Linked DNA regions of Mus musculus: region 1 is linked to region 2. The links are chromatin contacts, called in public HiChIP or PLAC-seq maps. All regions are on one chromosome and are shown on one strand. The core of a region is the stretch at or near the end of the contact, and the rest is flanking DNA. Distances in the headings are between cores, read along the strand shown. Region 1 has its middle 8.9 kb from the start of Zfp217. Region 2 has its middle 43 kb from the start of Gm25214.

Region 1 (3,478 bases), core at 134-2,633, 1.3 Mb after region 2:
TCCTAGGGCTGGACTCTGCTCAGGCCCTCCTGACTGCCTCCCACGAGCTGGATTAAAGGCATGTATCATGCCCTGTTGAAAACACATTTGACACCCTATTTCCTGGATGTTCGGCCGCAAAGAGCTCTGGAACACCACCTTCCCTTCTTCCACTCTGTCTCATCAATACTACACTTGGTCACCAAGAAGTCACGACTCCCGCCATGCCCTTGAGTGCAGCTGCTGATGCCTCTGTTCCAAGACAGAGAACAATGTATAAAAGGTTTAAAAGTGGCAGGAAAGATCATAAAAATCAGGGTCCTGACCAGGACTCTCTCCACAGAGCAGAAGGCAATAAATGTTTCTAAAATGTACATAACTCAGCCAGGAAGGAGGCCCGTGCCAGTCATTGGGCCTGTCGATGTGGGAGGCAGAGCCAGGAGGAACAGCACAAGTTGAAGACCGTCTTGGTCTACAGAGGGTGTTCTCAAAAACACAACACAACACAAAACAAAACAAGCACAACAGCAAAGAAAAGCACTTGCTGCCAAACTAGACTGGACAGAAGGAGTTAAATCCCCAGGACTTAGAAAGGTGGTCCTGTGACCTCCATGTGCATGCCATGGCACAAATGTGGGCTAGTACACACTCTCTCTCTAAAGAAATTAAAAAACAAAAAAACAAAAAAACAATAAATAAGTACCCCTGACTGGCATGATGTCGCTCACCTGCTATCCCAGCACTTGGAGGATAGAGGGAGAAAGATCAAGAGTTCAAAAAAGCCCCGACTCCCTGATGCCCTACCTCAATAAATCAGTCTCCCAGAGCCTGTATTGCAAGCAGGACTGTAATCTCAGTGCATGCTCAGGTGCCTGAGACAGGATGCCAAATTTGAAACCCACCTTAGCTGAGCTACCGAGGGGGGGTGGGGGTGGAGTGTTGAAGGCCAGCCCTGGCTACACAGAAACAACAAAAGCTGGTAACCCAATCCTATAATGCCAGCACAGAGAGTGAGCTGGAAGCAGGAGTCTAGTGTTTAAGTCTAGCCTCAGCTACACAGGAACTTCAAGAGCAACCTGAGCTATATTCAATCCTGTCTCAAAGAAAACATAAAAATCCCAAGTCAGGTACCAACTTTCCTCTATACTTCCTTCAAGCTTCCCCTCAAAGGTGCTGAGTAACCTACTGTCCTCCCAGGCCACACCTCTACCCAAGCCCCTCCCCTTATCCCATCATTCTTGATTCCTCTCTCTGTGTCACCTCCAGACCCTTCCTCCTTCCAGCCACACAATAACCATAGAGCTTCTGTCCTATATGAAAAGCTTCTTTTTCACCAGAACATGACTCAGTCATTCTCTGGACACCAGGATGCAAAGCTATACTGTGGCCTCGGCCAACCCTCCAGCCTGATTCACTTAGTAAATATTTACAGTCCATTTCTAACTCTGAAGCAACTAAACCGGGTAGTAATTACAGAGCGAGGCTGAGACCGGCCGAGAACGCTGCCCTCCCGAAGCTTCCATTTTAACAGAAGCAGATGTTCATCACATTTAAACACAAGGAAGCACAGCTGCATACAGATGTGGTATCTCCCTGGCAGTGTGAGAGAGGCAAACGCAAGGTCGTCCAAAGCTTCACTGAAACAGGGGAAATCTTAAAACTTTGAACAGCCAAATTGCACAATATAAGTAGCGGTTTACATTAACAACATACGAGTCTAGGATCCCATGCAGTTGGATCACTGAGATTATTAACACAATAATCTAAGTCTGCCAAGTTCGCTTACAGAAAGCTTTACGTACGTAAAGATGTAAAACAGGTACCCCCCTTCTAAAATAAAAGAAAACCACACAAGACCACAGACGTACCCTTAAGAATGCTGAAAATCAGGAAAGACCACCCCCCACAACAAAAGTTACTCAGTCTTGAACAGAAAGAGAAAAAAAAAAATCAGAACATTTTTGTGGTAAAAGTTTTCAACTTTCTTATATAATTTAGATAAGTAAGATAGATTTCTCTGTGTAATTAAAAATTAGTGGCCTGTAAATATATAACGAAGCAAAACACACACACAAAAAGCCAATACTCTTTCCTGGAAATGTAGCATCTGAAAAATTAAACTCAGAACAGAATACAAATAAAAATCACGTGAGCTGGGGCACACCCATCATGCCTGAATCTGAGGCGGAGGTCACAGGATCAGAAATCCAAGGTCATCCTAGGCTATAGAAAGGCTCTCCTTATGCAGCCATGACTAGCTTGAAACTCAAAGAGATCCACCTGCCTCTGCCTCTCTAGTGCTAGGAATAAAGATGTGTACCACCACACCTGTCCTTAAATATTTATATTAAGTAAAGAGAGCCTGCATACGTGGAGGAAAATCCGGGGATAAACTTACATAATTAAAGATCTACATATTGAGATCCTTCCACCCACAATATGAAGAAAACAGATGCCCCCTTCAAGGACCTCCTATTCAGGGACAAGATGTCATTCTAGACTTAGGGACCAAATAATCAAGGAACAAGAAGACCAGCCTAACATGGAAACCAGTTGAAAATTGACCTAAGGCAAAGTGTATCACCTGCCGGGAGCCTTCTGTAACCTTCTGGCCATGGTTACAGTAGAATAACAAGTGGCCCAGTTATTAAGTGAACCATTTCCTCAGACAGTAACATAGACCATCTCTATCTGCTGCAGATACTCAGATATGGAAGTATGTCCAATTTTCAGATCCCATTTACAACATCTACAAGGTTAACTGGTTCACACCTTTAATCCCAGCAGCAGAGGCGGGCATCTCTCTGAGTCCCAGGCCAAAAAGAAAAACTAAAAAGGAAAAAACAAAAAACAAAAAAACATGAACTGGGGCCATGGTCTATGCCAGTGTGAACTCCACATGGTGACTTGGGGACACTTGAAATCCCAGATGGCCAAGAGACTGTGACTGGGGGATGGACAGTTTCTCCATTGCCTGGGCTACACAACTAGTTCTCTGATTAACTCATGTATGTAAATCCTCTTACAGCCAAGGAAGGCAGCACACACCTGTAATTCCAGCACTTGGGAAGTAGAGGCAGGAAGTTTAGGAGTTCATGGCCACCCTCGGCTACATAGCAAGTGAATGCCATTAAACTTTGTCTTAAAATAAGTATTCACCTCGGAACCTCTACCACACTGGGAGTCCTTTCTCTGATTTCCTTAATAAAGTCTATGTTCCCTCTGCTTTAAAAAAAAAAAAAAAAAAAAAAAAAAAAGGGTAAGCCAAGTATCCCATTAATGCCTATAGTTCTAACAGGACTAGGAATGCTGAGTCAGGAGGATAGATAGTTCAATGCAAATCTGAGCAAGATGAGACCTGGTCTCAAATATAAATGAATAAATAAATAAGTAAATAACCTTGTGCAGAAAACTAAAGTAGGCGATAAAAATCACCACTTTCTCGTTGACGGACTTCTCTTGTTTGGGCCTCTCTGGCAGGAATAAAGCCATGTCCCAC
Region 2 (3,511 bases), core at 995-3,494:
TTATTTCAAACAGGATCTCATTCCATACAACTCCATATATAGACCAGGCTGGCCTTGAACTCACAGAGATATGTCTCTGCCTTTGCCAGTGCTAGGATCAAAAATGTGGGCCGCACTGTATCTTTTTAAATTTTTTTTTTGAGACTAGGCCTCTTACTGAACCTGGAGCTAGCCAGGGAGCCCCAGGAGTACTCCAGTCTCTGCCTCCCCAGCTCCAGGACTACAAGTGGACACAGGGGTGTTCAGCATCTCAGAATTCTCATCTTAATTAGACTCGGGCCTTTGAAGAACTCACAGTCAAGTTGGAAGGAGTCAGTAATGCTAAATGAGATAAAGGAAGCTAATGTGTTTTTAAAACTCTATCAAATTATAAGCTATAAATACATATTTTATAATTATTGTGGGAGTTGTCACAAATATGGAGAGGTCAGAGGACACCCTCTGAAAGTCTGTTCTCTCCTTCCACCATGTGGGTCTGGAGAATCAGACACAGGTCATTAGGTTTAGCAGCCAGCGCCTTTATCCACTGAACCATCCCACCATCCCCCACAAAGTGTTTGATTTTGGCATTTGTGCATTTAAAATGCTGTAAAAGGGGCTAAGTAGCACACCACAACCTCGCTTTAGATTGGGGCGGGGCTAGGAAAGGCTGTGAGAACAGCCTTGGGCTCTGTATGTGTCTTCTGCTATTAAATATATTAAATGTATTTTCAAAGCTAGAGGAAGCAAGTGCAGGTTGGTGGGCGTTGAAATTCAATATTTTCCATACAAATGCATATCACTCTTCAAAAAAAAAAAAAGAAGGTAATTTTAGGCTTTCAAAATCCGTTCTTCGGGGCATAGCTACTGGTCCATTTGGGGCGCATTCATTTCCCCCAGTGTAAACCCAGCGGCACGTAGATGCCTGCATAGGGGAAGATGCGCTGTTGTTACACTAGACCCTTTTCAGCTTTAAAACGTGGACCTTCACCAAAAACTCTGACCTCCGTTCCCCCCTCCCATCCCGAGGCAGAGTGGGGACGAGGCATTGAATTACCAGCTTGTCACTGACGCCACGGGCTCTCTCAGTCCTTTGAACAGGAGCTGGGCTTAAGAAGAAAGTTTTTCTTAATAAGTAGCTGCTCCCGCTTTGATATGCACATCTGGATGCGAGGTCTTATCTGCAGCCAGCTAAGACTGCTTCCTGTGGGTAAATGATAAAAGAACAGCTCAAAATAACAAAAACGGAATAAAATGTGCCAGATGCCTCCGAAAAGCCGGACAATGTGAAGAAAGCAACTACTGACAATTGAAGCAATCATTTTAGAGGCCTACTGGCTCAAGATTTTTTTTTAAGGGATTAGGAAGAAGAGAAAGGGGGGGGGTGCCAACCTCGGCTGACAGGCATGGCTGTATTCTGTTGGAAATGAAGGGGGGGGGGGATAACGTGAAGCATGCTATCAATCACGTTGGGGGTTAATTTTGCTTCTGTCCTGGCCTGTTTCTGAAGCTTAAAAAAAAGAAAAAAGAAAAAAAAACTTCCCTTTTCTTTGTTGCTCTCTGTTTAAGCACAGTTAACTCTGAGGCCCCTAATCAATGATTCTGATTCACAAATTCTTTCAGGAATGACAAAGGATTTCACACAGACCGAAACCACCAAGAAGAGTGACCCTCTGGTGGGGCCAACTTCCACTTTCTCTCCGTTTGGTTTTAAAGAATAAGTTTTTCTTTACTCCGATTCCTTCCATAACGTTTTTTTTTTTCTTTTTTCTTGATTTCTTCACCATCTTTGTTAGAAAGATTCTTATGAAAACCTTATGATTATCTCAGCTTGGGGAAATTTTGAAGGAGCTTCGGTCCCCTCCTCCATGTGGACTGGTCTGATGTTTTCGGAGTTAGGGTGGAAGGGCAGGACTGTCTTAGATGACACACAAAATATGAGTCTAGCTCTCTTCTGTTCATTTCAAAGCTTGCTTTGTAAACACACGCTGGGGGCTTCAGTTACTCTGTGGCTGATTGTAACTGATACGTTAATAAGCAAATGAAACTTAGGGCTTTACACACATCACTCCTTAGAGAGGAAACTGAGGACGGGGTGGGGGAGGGGACCGGGAGGGCAGGCTGCCCCCCGCCCCCCAGCCTAACCAGATAACGCCTGCATGGATTCCACATTAACATACAGCAGGCATGGGAAAATGATAGACTCCTACACCACTGTCATAGCAACTGAAAAAATGGCTGCTTTAGAGGGGAGGGGGGAAGAGGGCCACAGGGAAAGAAAAGCCAAGGCCCGTCTCTTTTTTTCTGTTTGACATCTGTTGTTTAACATACAAAATTGTATTACCGTGATGAAGCCGCCGCCGCCGCCCGGCTGAAGCCTCGCCTAAGAGGGAAGAGAGTGTAGCCCCAGTTCTGAAGTAAGAGTGAGTCCCCGACATTTCCACCTAGAGCTCCCCCGCCCCCCAACATTCCAGGTGTGAAAAGCTTGGCGGGTGTAGGGAGCAGGGCAGGGAGGGGCCAGTAAGGCACACGCCGAGTCCCATCGGCCACCTTCATTTCTCCTCTTTAAAACAGATTTTGGATTTTTCTAAAATGCACATTTGAGAGGGCTTGTTGTCACCCACACAGCAAATCCCGAGAATACAGCTACGGTTTGTAAACACAGGTGCGGCCCAGGGTTTAAAATGCTTATTGCAGGACGGGAAGGGCTTGCCCCTCCCCCACAGATCCCAGGACCTTGCACCCATGAGGGACTCCAGCCGGAGAGGTGGCTTTTATTTCCTTCCTTCTGTGGCTCCTTCCCAAATTTGTATAAAGTGGCCACTCACATAGCAACGAAATGTTCCAAATGGGACTGGAAACTGATATTTGGGACTCCCAGTATTGATATAAAACTTTCATATCGCCCCAACCGTATTACCTGGAGGAGATTCCTTCTTTGCCGCATATATTAATGTATATTATATGTTTTTATATATTAATATATAATGTATATATTTCTTTTTCTTAACAATAAGTGACATGGGCTGGCCAGATGGCTCAGTGGGTAAATGTTCCTGTTGCCAAGGCTGATGTCTCCAGTTCGATTCCAGAAACCCACTCAAAGTGGAAGAAGAGAACTTACTTCCAAAAGCTGTCCCCTGACCTCCGAGTGTGCATGCACGCACGAATGCACACAGTCTCTCTAAATAAACGCATATATTAAAAAAAATAGAATTTTAAATGCAGCAATTCTTAATCGCAAGTGGGGGCTTACAAGGGTAAACAGCTCGCAGCAGGGGCTCAGAAACAGCTGTGGAAGATTGCTTGCATCTTCACAGCCAAGCTGAGGCTTTCCAGGAAGGCTGAGATTAAACCCCTTGATAGGGAAAGATCAGATAAGTCCAAACAAAGACCATTTATATAATTGCCATCGGTCACCAGCTAAGTTAGCATTTTAAGGTGGGGAAGAAGGAAAGAAAAAAAAGAAAGAAAGAAAGAAAGAAAGAAAGAAAAAGAAATACCCCAAGCCAGGGCCATCAGTTAGTGACCT

Evidence for each region. HiChIP or PLAC-seq counts read pairs in DNA pulled down with a chosen protein or histone mark.
Region 1: a contact with region 2 is called in an H3K27ac HiChIP or PLAC-seq map of embryonic stem cells, with 3 times the contacts expected there. The contact joins two enhancer-like sites. A contact is called at or near these places in 3 of 39 promoter capture datasets (cranial neural crest, hippocampal neurons and stem cell-derived epiblast-like cells) and 2 of 115 datasets of contacts at active chromatin or transcription factors (embryonic stem cells and extraembryonic endoderm stem cells).

The regions. Positions count from the first base shown.
Region 1 is chr2:170,138,403-170,141,880 of GRCm38.p6, forward strand. It overlaps a transcript of Zfp217 not described here. Among named protein-coding and RNA genes, the nearest start is that of Zfp217, 8.9 kb to the left of the region's middle. Within about 2 kb of position 1,384, at least 59 of the 459 cell types and tissues checked have an H3K27ac peak or open chromatin away from gene starts, as enhancers often do. A contact at or near this core is called in embryonic stem cells and stem cell-derived epiblast-like cells, where this site is marked.
Region 2 is chr2:168,837,782-168,841,292 of GRCm38.p6, forward strand. No RefSeq gene overlaps it. Among named protein-coding and RNA genes, the nearest start is that of Gm25214, 43 kb to the right of the region's middle. Within about 2 kb of position 2,245, at least 43 of the 459 cell types and tissues checked have an H3K27ac peak or open chromatin away from gene starts, as enhancers often do. A contact at or near this core is called in embryonic stem cells and stem cell-derived epiblast-like cells, where this site is marked.